2 separate regions of the Mus musculus genome follow, and region 2 is linked to region 1. Evidence: chromatin contacts called from public Hi-C data. All regions are on one chromosome and are shown on one strand. The core of a region is the stretch at or near the end of the contact, and the rest is flanking DNA. Distances in the headings are between cores, read along the strand shown. Region 1 has its middle 35 kb from the start of Stmn4. Region 2 overlaps Dpysl2 (dihydropyrimidinase-like 2).

Evidence for each region. A called contact is a pair of places that touch in the nucleus more often than the background predicts.
Region 2: a contact with region 1 is called in a Hi-C map of bone marrow-derived macrophages, with 24 read pairs. The contact joins two enhancer-like sites. A contact is called at or near these places in 1 of 39 promoter capture datasets (embryonic stem cells), 7 of 15 datasets of contacts at CTCF or cohesin (CD8 T cells, the G1E-ER4 cell line, embryonic stem cells and 4 more), 102 of 484 Hi-C or Micro-C datasets (the AML12 cell line, the AtT-20 cell line, B cells and 57 more), 21 of 115 datasets of contacts at active chromatin or transcription factors (SST interneurons, astrocytes, a beta-TC-6 cell line and 15 more) and 5 of 9 other capture datasets (adipose tissue, embryonic stem cells, embryonic tail and 2 more).

What each region holds. Positions count from the first base shown.
Region 1 is chr14:66,375,862-66,382,908 of GRCm38.p6, forward strand. No RefSeq gene overlaps it. Among named protein-coding and RNA genes, the nearest start is that of Stmn4, 35 kb to the left of the region's middle. Within about 2 kb of position 4,185, at least 26 of the 459 cell types and tissues checked have an H3K27ac peak or open chromatin away from gene starts, as enhancers often do. A contact at or near this core is called in bone marrow-derived macrophages, where this site is marked.
Region 2 is chr14:66,801,398-66,808,444 of GRCm38.p6, forward strand. It overlaps Dpysl2 (dihydropyrimidinase-like 2), which reads right to left. Exons shown (of 14, transcript NM_001378767.1): 12 at 6,465-6,644; 13 at 5,518-5,683; 14 at 1,467-4,039. The coding sequence ends at 3,948. Among named protein-coding and RNA genes, the nearest start is that of Gm5464, 64 kb to the right of the region's middle. Within about 2 kb of position 4,229, at least 36 of the 459 cell types and tissues checked have an H3K27ac peak or open chromatin away from gene starts, as enhancers often do. A contact at or near this core is called in bone marrow-derived macrophages, where this site is marked.

The DNA.
Region 1 (7,047 bases), core at 2,935-5,434:
GGAAAAGATATTAAGGGAGGTTGAGAGAAGAGGAAGAAAGAGGATTACAGAACAAGACATGAAAGATGAGGGGACTGAGAAGGAGGTGGAGAGGAGAGAGAGATGGGGGAGGAGGAGGAGGGAGTAAGGGAGTCAGAGAAGGGGTGAGAGTGTGGAGGAGGGGGTGGGAAATGGGGCAGGGGAGGAGACAGGGACAAGGATTCACACATCAAAGTATGTCTGAGGATCCCATAGTGAGACCAATCACTTCGTATACTAACAAAACAAAACAAAACAAAACAACAAACAGATAAAATATAGTCAAACTAATGAAAAAGGCAAATAAAGGCCCTATCTCCTTCCCACGAGAAACTTCAAGGGCTGTGGCCTTTTCCCTACTGGAGCTCAGCTTCACTGGGACTGAATGATTGGCCTGAGTGCTCTCATTTTAAGAAAGGTCAAACCTCCTGGAGTTATAGTAACAAATGAAACAAACCAAACAACACACCATAAACAAGGGAAAGGCCTCAGGCAGCCCTCTGGGGACACCAACCTTTAAAACCAGCACAGGATCTGTGGGAGGAAATGTTGCTGAGGCACACAGTGGATGGATCAGGAGGATTTGCCTCTGGGGTTACTCTAGGGTTCTTTTTTCCTTGTGGGTGTTCCCCTTGCACTTTCTGTCACCTAGGCTGTGTGCATCACTGGGTGGCGGAGCGCATCGCTGTTGTATGTCTTGGAGCCGATGGTTCTTCAGACATTCTAGGGCACTGAAAGGGTTAAAGGAGAATTTTCCACCTCGGGGCACAGAAACTATTTGTGTTCAAAGATGTGTAAACACACGGGAAAAACCTGCACAGAGGCCTGCTAACTCCCCACTCCCCCCCCCCCCCGTGTGTGTGTGTGTGTGTGTGTGTGTGTGTGTATGTGATCTCAGAAGCCTAAGGCAGCCATGTGCCTTTGTGATCTCAGCATCCAGAAGACTGGGGCAGAGGTTCACAAGTTCTAGGTCAGCCACGGGGACAGACTGAGACCTTGTCCCTCTAAACCCCAACCCCCCCCCCCCCCGCCCAAACCAATAAGAATCGTGAAAAAAGATCAAAGCACCAAATAATGGCTCTCATTACACTTAGTTGCACAGGCAGGTGGGCTACTCTGAGAGAAATGGTAATTTTCATATAAAAGGAAAAGAAAACCAATGTCAATAGATTCTGCGGTGGAAATTCAAGAAGCCATGAAGCAAATCAAAGACAAGGGTAACAAGAACTAAGACACAATGTGGGCTGAGAGGAGGAAGAAAGAAACACAGAAATACTGACATTAGAGAATGCTGCACATCAGAATTCTGACATGCATAGGAATCAACATAGAAAAAACCAATTTTAACCATTGTGTAATACAAATTCAGAAATGTTTTTACTACAGAGGAAACAGGAGAAAGAATAATAACAAAATAAAGAGAACATATGTTAATAGTATCATTTTTCGATAGATGATAGGACTTTATCCTAAGCGAATAAGCATCCAGGGGAATTTATGGGCATTCCTCCCCACCACCCCAGGGCTCCGATTTTTAATTTCCCTAAGCTGGTCTGTGACAGTCTGGTGTATCTTCATATCTGATAATCACACTTAGCAGTTTTCTAGACACATTTTGCCATTTAAGTTTATGCAGTAGGGTCTTGCTACATCTCACAGGCTTATCTGCATCTCACTCATCAGGTGGCTTTCAATGCCAGTTCCTCCCTGTCTCAGCCTCTCAAGTGCAGGGGTTGCAGGTGAGGGTCTCCCCAGCTTCTACACTGCCATCTTAAAGCAAGTTGACAGTATTTAATGCACTTAAAGCAGGTCTCTGCTAGGAGTTCACACGGACTCCAATACATTTCTTAATATCAAACACATGTGTTTTCACATTCAAATTTTTATGTTCCCATCTCAGCTTTCTATCATGCTTTGAAGATTTGTCACTGTTTCCAGGACCCTTACTTTTATTAAGATAAGAACGGAAGTTTATTTTTGTAAAAATTACACACAGTCACTTTCCCTCGTGACCCCTCGTTCCCCCAAACCTCCCCCACTCCCTGAACCCCTTTTCTGGAGTTGATGATTGTTCATCTTGCTTTATTTTCTTGGCTTTGACTTTGGACCCCAGAGATCACAGGGAGCTAGCGCAGTACAGGAATATGACCAGCAGGTGGCGTTCGTACTGTTTCTACTACGGGAACCGCCCAGAATTCTCCAGGACAAATTTGCACAAAAGAGGCGACTGCAACCATAGCTGTTACAGTTGGTAATTAGGGATAAGGTTGCCATGGTGACGAGGGGTCTTGGGATGTTTATAGCTTTGCAAGAGCTGATGCCAATGAGCTATCGGATTGCTTCTTCCTTTGATGGTAATGGCAGGCAAACTGAGGTCATGCAAATGCTGTATGGTGCAGCCTGCTTAGGAAGCTATTCTGCTGCTGTTGTTATTTATGGGATAAAAGTATCCTGTTGAGAGAAACACACACACACACACACACACACACACACACAATTTGTATGCATGCACACAAGTGCACCATATTTATCTGACTTGTTTACATTTTCTGTATGTTTTATCTCCATTCCCCACATTTCTCAATGTGGTTTTCATTAAAATTCTCTGAGAAGAAAGGCTCCATTCATCTGACAAGCTCGGGAAATATTGCATGCTCATGCTTTAGAGGTTCACAGTGTACTTGAGCCAGAACGTCTTTGGATGTCCTATTTCACCTCCACACGCTCATTTGCCTCGTAAACCCACTTAAACAGACAATTCATTAACTCTCTCAGCTAATCACTCCTCATCTTCTCCTCAAGACGTTAATAGACATTCATTAAGTGTAGGTTTCCTTGTAGCCTTGCGCTCACATAAGTCTCTCCAGCAAGGCGTGGAGCTCTGATAAGCTAGCCTGTCAAAGGCTGTGTGGCCAAGACTCAATGGTTATTAATGGCTGCCTATGAACTCCTAAGAAATGGTTTCCAATTGAGCTATGTATCCATGGATACCACAGACTGAAATTATTCATTGTTAATGTCTTTATCCATCCATAAATTTTATTGGGTAAATGAGGCCACGCCCCAGACATGGCCCACAGCATTAATAAGTCATTTGTAGGTTAGCATAGTATTATTTTACATCTTGTCACATCGTTTCTGATGCTTTAAATTCAATCTTCTGCTAGTGTATTTTCCCCAGAGAGGCACCTCCTCTCCCATGAATAACCTACTTGTGATTGATCATAAAACAGAACTTATTAAAAGAGATTTTTAAAAACAACAACAAAAAAAAGGACTGAGAATTTGCTCACACATACTGCCTCTCGGGTGGGGGAGGGGAGTCACCCTCCCTGCACTTCATTGTGAAAAGGGAGGTCTGGTCCTCTCAAACTGTGGAAAGAACAATTGCCCTAGTCCACTAGGGCAGTGGCTGCCAACAGCTTTAGGAATGCACCAGTTGACACTCTTGGCTAGGCTGATAATGTTTTAGACCCACTCCAAATGTTGAAGGCGTTTCCTGTGACTTACCCCTCTTTACACTCCGGAAGGCCACTGGATTTTATTGCTAGGGGACCATGAGAGGAGCAGGAACATTTAAAAGACAGGCAACAGTAACCAAGTGTCCAGCTCCTTGTCAGTCACTTTGCTATTTATTGAATCCTTGATTAAGTTTAAGCCTTAAAGCCCACTAGATGGGTTTTACCAGCCCCATTTTACCAAGAAGAGATGAAGGCTGGAGGTGCCTTGCCTCATATGGGACAACTTGTAAAGTATAAATAAGGGGACATTTTTTGACTCTAGGTTTGTCCAAATCCAAAGTCAAACAAAGGCAGCAATATTTGTACAAGAATCAAATTATCCTCAAAAGAAATAAGGAGGAGGAAGAGGAGGAGGAGGAAGAGGAAGAGGAAGAGGGAAGAGGAGGAGGAGGAAGAGGAAGAGGGAAGAGGAAGAGGAGGAGGAGGGAGAGGAAGAGGAGGAGGAGGAGGAAGAGGAAGAGGAGGAGGAAGAAGAGGAGGAGGAGACCTAGGAGGAGAGGATCAGCTTGTTTCTTCCATGGGAGGTACATAATTAGTCAAAAGGGGAGGGTCCCTGGCTCTGGCCAACCCCTACGGTCTTCCACAACAGCCACTGTTCTATTTACCATTTGTGTTAGTTCCCTTTCCCGTTGCTGTGATAAAATACCCCAGCAAAGCAGTTTAAGGAAGTAGGGTCTGTTTTAGCCCTCACCTCCAGATCGTGGCCTATCACTGCAGGGAAGTCTGGAAGGCCGGAACTTGAGTTTGATAGTCACATTAGTAGTCATAGTCCAAAGCAGAGGGGAAGGACCGAAGGCATAGGTGCCACTGCTCAGCACACTTCTTCCTTGCTTACAGTCTCAGATTTCAGTCAGAGAATGGCCCCACCCCCTGTGGGCGTGTCTTCCTGCCCCATGCAATAAAGATAATCTCCATAGCACGCCCATCTTCCAGGTGACTTTAGACTGTCAAATTGACAATAAACACTGCCTGCTGTTGTTCCAAGCGTTTACTCCGTTACCAACTTGTCCCGCTTCTGTTGTGTGGGCTGAACTTGTATTGGCATTTATTCATATTTTTTAAAAACCCCTTCAGTCAATTTTACACTCATGGGTTCCTTTCGATCAAACCTCCAGTTATTTTAAAAGCTGGCAATTGCCGTCTACTTAGGATCTTTTCATTACCCATGACAGTTTGTCTTAGATTTCACTGATAATCAATGAGCTGCTCTTTTAAATACTTAGTGGATCAAATTAACGGCTTTAATTAACAACCTACATGAAAATCAATGACCTCCATATTCAGCTATTCCAAGTTTATCTGACTTGTTAGTCAGTAGGACAACACTTGCTTTTTGTTTTGTAACATGTATATTCCTTTAGATCACCGCACCTCAACCTTGCTAATGCTGCTACCCCCTTAATACAGTTCGTGCTGTAAGTGACTCCCCACCATAAAAATATCTCATTGCTACTTCATAACTGTAATTTTGCTACAGTTATGAATCATAGTGTAAATATCTGATATGCAGATGGGCTTAGGTGCCTTGTGAAACGGTTGTTCTACCATCAAGGGGTCCTGACCCACAGGTTGAGAATGGGTCCTTTGCATGTAGCTTTCAGATTTTATACAAACAACTCCCAACACGAATCAGGAAGACATCTGGGTCTTTCATCTCAATCCCTAATCATTGAGCTGCTCACATGGCTCTTTCTGTAGAAGACACTCAGTTCCTGCTGTTACCGGCAGTTAAATATTGATTAAATAAATCACGACATCTGTTACCTATTTCTGTTTGCTCTGCTTTCTGGTCCCAGGTTGGGATTGCTAGTTCCTGTGGTCTCCGGGAAAAGAAAGTTCTTTCTTTGTAGGCTTAGTTTTCTCCTTCCTTCTACCAAAACGTTTTGCTGGCAGTGAGTGACCCTGTTCTAGCTCAGGCATCTGAGTACAGCCATGGCCTCTGAGTACACAGTGCCTACCTAGTCAAGCGGTGGAGTCTCTCCAGTCCTCTTTTCTTAAGTTCCCAGGAGTCATCACCCTTCTAAGCCCTTCCAGGTTTTCCAGCTAAGAGTTAAGCACACAGCTGCTGTTTCCCAAATGACTACCGGCTTTCTCGATTTAATCCAGACACTCCCTTCTGGTCACCGCCTGGCTTTAGGCAGACATTGGCTCCCTTGAGCAGCAGAGCTACTGCTTTCTTTGGCAGCCGCCATTGCTCCTGGAAAGTGGCTGATAAGGGTGCTTCCTTAGAAGATCCGAGTGCGCCTGGCGTGGTGGCGCACACCTTTACAAAGGCAAAGGCAGGCGGGTTTCTGAGTTTGAGGCCAGCCTGGTCTACAAAGTGAGTTCCAGAACAGCCAGGGCAAACCCTGTCTCGAAAAAACAAAACAAAAAAAATCCCAGCACGAAGCTCCTGGCTTTTTGTGACGCGCATGCGGGCATATTCCTGTTTTTTTTTCCCCCCTCCTCCATTTTCTTTGTTTCTCTTTCCCTAATTTTCTTGGTGTTCACACCTGGGCTGACCAAAACTTCCTTTACTTCCCGTACCATCTAGGGAATTAACAGTTTTTAAAACATAGATTCCAGGAACCAAATTCCATTGGTTTTATTCACGTTTTTCATTACTACAGAGTTAAGTGCATTTTTTGATATCCTGTCCCTTTGAGAGCTTTCTGTTAGTACCCCTCACTTATATTAGGCTCTGGGCTTGGTTCTCTCCCCTTATTATTTTGCCTTCTCTTAATGTTGTGACGTTTTAGCTTTTGGAGTACACTTGGAAGGCGTGCACTTCCATTTTCTCTATTTCTGCATTGTTTTCAGGCACAGATACTTAACATTCTCACACAGCAGGGTCGATGAAAGCCTCCCTTTAAGGTTTTCTGCTATCACTGTAAGGGTCCAAAAAACCACTAAAAGAAGACCCCAGACTCAGATAGTATTCGAAGACAGAGAGCATTTATTCTTCAGAAACATCCAGCATGCGCCCGGGCAGGGAGGTCAACCATTCTCCCAAATGGCAACCCCGGACAAAGGTGTGCAGGCCTTCTTATAGGGAACCACCAGGGGAACTCTCTAGAAGGATTAGGTAATCTAAGCTTTCATTGGTGAGTGACGCAGGGGCTGGGGGCAGCGGGGGGGGGGGGGGGTTTACAGGGTGGCCAGTGGTCTGCATTTCTACATCATGAACAGTTAACTGAAGGATGAGATAGGGCTGCCCAGCACAGATGGCTCATTTGGAGAGAAGATGTTTCCCATTCTTGTGCTTATTCCCAGGCTGTTCTTTGGGAGGGGATTTTATGATCTTATTCTGGATTTTATGGGCTGTTCCTAAAGCTGGTACCTTTTTTTGAAATCAGGCCTGGTCCCTGAATGGAGACAAATGGGGTTATGTTGTCCTCTCATCATGAAATTGCCTAAATACTTATCTAGTCTTTCTTCTGATTTTGTTTTTTAATATATATATACATATACATATATATGGGTATATATATGTATATATGTGCATATATATGTATATATGTGTATATAT
Region 2 (7,047 bases), core at 2,979-5,478, 430 kb after region 1:
ACCATGCCACCAGCTACCTGGGCCACCTTCAGGTATGGTGGAAAATCCCTCCTCTAGCTTATCTCTTGCCATTCAAGAGGAGTGGCCGACAGTTGATGAGATGCTATCATCCAGAGCATGGACTTCAAGCTGGGATACCTGGATCGCTTTAAGTCCCTGCTCAAGAAGAACCACCTCCCAGGGCCTGCATGGGCCTCTCTGGGGTCTATCCTGCAAAACCTGACCCCCAAGGGGTTGAGTAGACTGTGGACTTGAAAGTTACAAGGTGCACAGGCCCTTCTTTGTGTGGAGGGCGTCTGGGGAATGATGGGATGAATGCGAGGTCGTCATTGTTCTCACGTGGGTTCCTCGTGGTTGAAGAAGAGTTGATGCTCCCCCTTCCCACATGCCTGACCACAAAGCCACCCCCCACACTCTACTTTATGGCTCCTAGAAGAAGCCAGGCCTTTCCTTCTGGAAGCAGACTCTCTTTTATTTCACCCTTAACCAGGCTCAATGTTGTAACTAGCCATCATAGGTCATGCCGAGTGTGTGAAGGATCCAAGCAGCTATCTCTTGGTCTAAGCCACTTGGGGCCTCCTGCTTTCCTGTCTTCTTGCCTTAAGGATGACGTCATCTTTTTCTTTTCTTTTCTTTTCTTTTCTTTTCTTTTCTTTTCTTTTCTTTTTTAAGGGATGATCTCATTATGTCACCCAGTCTCTCCTCGCCCTCCGGAATGCTTGGCATTTGCCCCTGTGAATCACCAGGCTGGGCCTGTGTAATTCTGTGTGTTGCCTCATATACAGTTTAGACAATAATAAATAGTGATAATAATGATAGGATGTTGTGGGGTGGGGGTAAACCATCCCTAACATATGATAGGCACAAGATGCCCAAAGCACACATCTTCTTCATTCAGAACCAACAGCACTCAAAGCAAGGAACTGTGCAAACTGATACCCAGAAACCCAGCCTGACTCTCACCCCCACCAGCATCCTCCATCCTGAGCTGATGATGGAAGCCTAGGCCTTGGTCCTGGTTTCGACAGCACCTCCACTGAGGTGTCGGGACACTCTAGGCAATCTCTTTCTCCCCTGCACCCATGTAGTGAGAAGATTTCCCAGAGTAAACACATGAGAAGCAAGCCCAGCACCTCGACTAAAACCCCACCTCGCCTTCTGTGGCCCCACTTGAACCCCAGGTTCAAATTTGGCTTGGCACTCCGGGATGCTCACTGCCTTTCCGGGATGGGGTTTTAAGACACTGATGATCCTCAGCCTCCGTGGTCCTCATCCCCCAGGAATGGCACTACATGGGTTGAGAATTCATCCTGTAGCCAGGATACTCACAGGAACCTGGGATGAGCATGGGGGTGAGCACTCATGGGCTGGACCAAGCCCAAGGCTAAGCCAGGCCAGGGCTTCCCCATGCATCACGTCAGAGGAGAGGCCGACACACTGTGGGAGTCTCAATACAGACACACCTCTGAAACAACCACATTTTGCTTTATTGGGTGTTCCGTGGTAATATAACACAGACTTCTTAAGGAATAATAAACACGAGACTTGTATTTTACCATAATTATTTTGCCATTAAGACAGTGGTTACAAAAAATAAAACAAAAATTAAAAGAAAAAAAGTACCTTTCTGGCTACACACATGATCAGCTTTAGCACTGAAAGGTCCCCCCTCATGGGTCACAATCACAGGTTCAAGGGTTCAAAACCATCTAGCGGTAAATCCTACAATGATTTAGAGCATCAAGTCACTGCAGTTATTCAGTTCTGAGACACTGTTGACTTAGTTTAGCATTTACATATGACATTCATTTAACAGACACAGAAAGCGAGCCAACGGGTAAACATGCTTACACGGACTGCGGAAATCTTCAGGTTTAAAACTGTTGTGTTGTATTGTGTTGTGTTGTGTTTTTAAGAAAATGACCAAAAACAACCAAAAGGGCCACGGCCCCATACAAGAAACATCAGGAGTAAATGGTGAAGAGCTGCAAGTTTCTCAGAATCCAAACAAATAAACAGGGAGAAAAAAAAAGTGGTTTCTGGTGTTCAAATTTCCTCTCTAAGTGCAGGTAAAAAAAAAAAAAGAGCAAATATATTAAGTCAACCAATTTTTAAAAGTGCAATTTACCTTTAAAACAACAAAATTAACAACAAACCCAAAATCCCAACCCTTAACCCCCAAAGACAAAACGTGTGGACACTCAAGGAATCACGAATTTTTTTTGATGCTCTGCTTCATACCAGCAGACTGGAATCATAAAAGCCTATGAGGTCAACCTAACACTGCTTGCAGACTGGAGTCATAAAAGCCTATGGACCTAACACTGCTTACAGGGACCTGTAAACACATCTGGAAAGAAATATGACAGAAGTCAGCAAGTACAGAAAGAAGCCAGCTAGTGAAGACCTGTCACTGTGACAGGAAGAGGAAGGGTGACAGATAGGAGGTGACATGGTCTCTAAGAGGCGATGTGATCTCTAAGCGGGCTATGCGTTCAGTGTGTACAGTTTTCTTCCCATGAGATATTGTTTCCCAAAATAGGGTTGTCCCTCTTGTAAAAGACTTGAAGTCTAAGTATCCCAAAGATTTCTACCTTCCACCACCATGTTAGACCTTTTGAGAAAAAAAAAAAAAAAAAAAACTGTACAGAAAAAAAAAAAAAGTTCCCCCACCACAACACACACACTGAGAAGTCCCAACATTCTAGAATCCCCAAAGACACTTCCTGACAAAGGCTGGAAGGGGCTCCTCCACAGAGAGAATGGCCCCATCTTGGCTGGCTCCGCCACAGGGAGACTGGTCTCAGCTTGGGGGCTGGGTTTACAGATTTGACTGGAAACTGTCACTTCTACAGCCTAACTCCTCATCTTTCCACCACATGTGACTCTATTCTTGGCCCACATGTGACAATATTGGTGACATAATCGGGGCCATTCCTGTGTCTGGCAAGCCTCAAGCTCAGCCACCTCCTAGTGATGGGAATTGGATAGCACCAATCTTAACAGAAACTAGGATAGCACAAAACTATGGTGGTGGGGGCAAAACTAAGATCTGCTCAGGCTATGCCTGAGACCAAACTGGGTTGCCTGGCTTTAAGAGCAGACAGAGTTAAGAGGAAAAAAAAAAAAAAAAAAAAAAAAAAAAAAAAAGAGCATTGTCTCGGAGAAACACAAACCAGGAGACCAACATCTAAATCTCTCCAAGAGTGCAGAAGAAAAAACCAGGACAGGAGACGTACGAAAATGGTGGAGAACCTTCAAAAGGTCTAATCTGCCGCAAAATCTAGGCCAATGAAGAAAACCCGCCTCTTCTCAACAGCTGACCCGAAGAGTAAGGGATGGGGATGGAGACACATGGAACCTTTCCAGAGGGGCGGCCCTAGCCTGCCAGCCTCGGAATCAGCTTAATGGTTACATAATTGCATCATTAGGATGTCCAGTTCAAGACCCGAGGATTAATATTGAATCAGGCTTTCAATTTAGTATTAAAAAAAAAAAAAATCTCTCCCACCCTCCCCACCCCTCCCCAGTCCCACAAAGAAAACCTTATTTAAAAATTTTTAAAAAGAAAAGAAGGCAGCTCAGGGCAATTCACTATATCTTCCCCATGACAGGAAGGTGCTAACTGCATGGCCAAGGATGTGACTGGGGCACCCTTGCTGGGATCTGCTTGGTGGCGCATGTCTGCATGTTGGATGCAGCTCCGTGTGGGGTGGATGGCTAGGCTTGGGTGTGGTGTTCATGACTGTGTAGGGACTTGGGTGAGAGAATTCAGAAACTCCAGGGGAGACCGAGTGCAGGGGGCCCAAGAGGAAGCCCCAGGAACTGGCTGCCCACAGCAACTATCACAGGCTCTTTAAAAAAAAAAAAAATGGAAGAAAGGAAGTCTCAGAATGTCCTCAGGTGTCCCATCCCCCATCCCCAAGTGGCCTGCAGGCCTAGGGGCTTTAGCCCAGGCTGGTGATGTTGGCACGGCCACCAGGGGGTGCCACGATGCGCTGGGTGGTGCGGCGGGGAATGTTGTCGTCAATCTGAGCACCTAGAGAAGAAAGAAGAGACAAGAAACGAGTGAGCGTGAGGGTCTTTAGAAATAAAACCAGACTCCTGTGGTATGCCCAGGAACAATCCTGGGGGGAAAAAAGCTGAACCAAGCACACATGTCCCGACCTCTTTCTCCAAACCTCACTAACTACAGGAAGTTCAAACTACAGGAAGTAGGAGGGCCTGCCTTCAGCCTACAAGTGACTTCCTCTCCCTGGGGAAGTCTAGACTCGATGCAAGGTACTAGAGAGTATGGCTCTTTTGACCCACGCCTCTCACGCAGGAGGAATGGATGGTTCAGATAAAGAACCTGAATCTGAAGCTCCCAGACCCAGAATGCTCTAAACTCTACACCTATTTGAGGGTTGACAGGATGTGACCAGTGGAAAATTCCACACTTGACCTGATGTGACTAACTGTAGTGGAACTTGATGTAATTAAAAATACTGTCTCAAATCCCTTTCATGACTGGGTTATATGTATATGAAACATAGAAGTATTGCATTTTGGTTTTTAATATTTTATTTTTACTTTTAATTTATGTGTATCTGTGTATGTGGAGAAGGAGGGCTATACACGTAAGTGCAGTGCCTGAGGAGGCCAGAAGAGGGCGCTGGCTTCTCTGGAGCTAGAATTCTAAATGGTTGTAAGCCACCAGACATGGGTGTTAGGAGCAAACTTGGGTCCCCAACACGATGTGAGCTCATTCTTAACTGCTGAGCCATTTGTCCCTGCCCACACTTTGTGCTTGGACTTTGGTCTTAGTCACAACATGGTTCAATATCTACATATTTTTCCAATTTTTAAAGAGGCAAACTAGCTTCCAGTCCCAATCATTTCTTTTACACAACAGACTGGCAACCTGTGCTGTCTATGCGAATGATATGGGAATACGCATTGTGACTGATCTCACACTTTAGGACAACAGGGCTTAAGGGTCTGTCTCCTAAACCAAAACACCCTGAAGTGTTCCTCATTCCTCATGGGCACAGATGGCACTTCATAAAATCCAGCAGATGGGACAAGAAAAGGAAAGTCTATGTAATGAACTACGCTGTCTAAGTTCAAGGCACCGGGGGAGAGAGGAAAGGCCCTGTTGTGGGCCAAAAGAAAGAGGGGCAGGATGTTTCCAAGACAGAAATCTACGTTTCACCACTGAGGGTGTAGCAGTGGATGTCACAGCAACTCCACAGGGAACCTTGCTGCGACTCATCACACGGAAGGCCTGAGCAAGGTGAGACTGCTGAAACTCCCAGTTCCACATTCTTTAACAACGGACATGACAGATGAGGAAACGGCCCTTCACTCACAGGGTGGGTGTCTCAGCATGGCATGGCACAAAAACCGATCTGAAGATTCTGAAACCCAGCTGCCATTTACAGCCTTTCGGTTTCCGCAGCAGTGGAGCCAAAAGCCTCCGGCTGGCTCCACAGAGCTTGCGGAACCTACCCGGAACGGCCCACCCCCTGGCCTTACCAGACAAGCTGAATCCAGACTGGTGCAGGTTCCGAACAGGTGGTGCCTGCTGCTTGGCAGGGGATGTCTTAGCTGATGAGGCTGGAGTCACCGTCTTGGGCGTCACAGACACCTCGCATACCGGTCCGTCATACAGGCCACGAGGGACCCCTCTCAGCTCAGCCAGCTGAAACACACAATCACCCCACAGCCTATGTCACATTCACAGAGGACATCTTCCCTGTACCTTCTCAGTGTCACGGAGAGGTAGCCGAGACAGGACTATGATGTGTGGGGATATGGCCCCCATTATAGACAGGTACAACAGAGAAAGATGTGCAACCAGCCCCCAAAGTTCTAGGCCAAACGCTCTCCCAAGGTGACTCCCTGATGAGTTACTCAACTGGTTTCTTAGAACTTCCCCCATCGTGTCAACATCACCTTTGAACCCTCCAAGAAGCCTCTGATCATACTGCGAAGAGGGTCTCGTGCCGTTTTCAAGACAAAACTGTCTTCCCAATATCACTCCTCTCTTAATTCCCTTAAAGCTCTACTCCTTCTCCACCTCACAGTTCCTGACCACCAGCCACGCGATGTTCACCACGCTCTGGACACACTGTACATCTTCCACAGGTCATATTCCATCTTCTAGTATCTTTATCTCCATCCTTTGGCTTGAGAAACTCCTACTCAGCCTTCAAAGCCCAACTGTCCATCTTCCCTGTCATCCTGCTCCATGATGCTAGAGCAGTGCTTCCCTCCTCTGGGTGAGTCCTTACCCCACACTCAGCATCAAAGCTCTAATCATCCCAGACTCACCCAGCAGCTGGTTAAGCTTCAGGATGAAAATGTCAGGTTTCCTTTATCCTTCTGTGCCCCCATCTCGGTATTCTGACTCATGGTGCTTAGTGGATATCTGCGGAGTAGAGACCAGCCCACGATATTTAAAAGCTTGCAAGACCACTCACCCTGCTCCTTGCTTTGATGCGTTTGTACACAAAGTCAGGGAAGGGCTTCCGGGGAATGTAGCGTCCTGAGCCTTCAGTGACATGAAGTGTGCCGTCCTCCAGGACAATCTTGCCCTGGCTGATGACCACCAGTGGGGAGCCGCGACACTCCATGCCTTCAAAGATGTTGTACTCAAGAGCCTGAGGGAAGAGACAAGCCATCATGAGAGCAATCCCTGCCCCTGGACTCAAGGAAATGGAGTTTACTGACAAACCCCAGAGAAGAAGGCTGTCTGTCCTTGCTGGCCACCCCAGGGACCCATGCTTTCTCTGCCTAGAATCTGAACTCATCTCATCCACAACTCCAAATCTGAGAGGGCAATAGCTGAAGAAAATAACAATAGTGTGTGTGTGTGTGTGTGTGTGTGTGTGTGTGTGTGTGTGTGTGTGTGTGTGTAAATGCTTTACAAATAAAAAGAAAATCATTCTGGGTGGGTCTTGTGAGGCAGACCTATACACCCGGAATTCTGGGGCAGTAAGATCTCAGGTCAAGACCCTGTCTGAGCTAGAGTGTGTTCAAGGCCAGCCTGGGCGATTTAGTGGA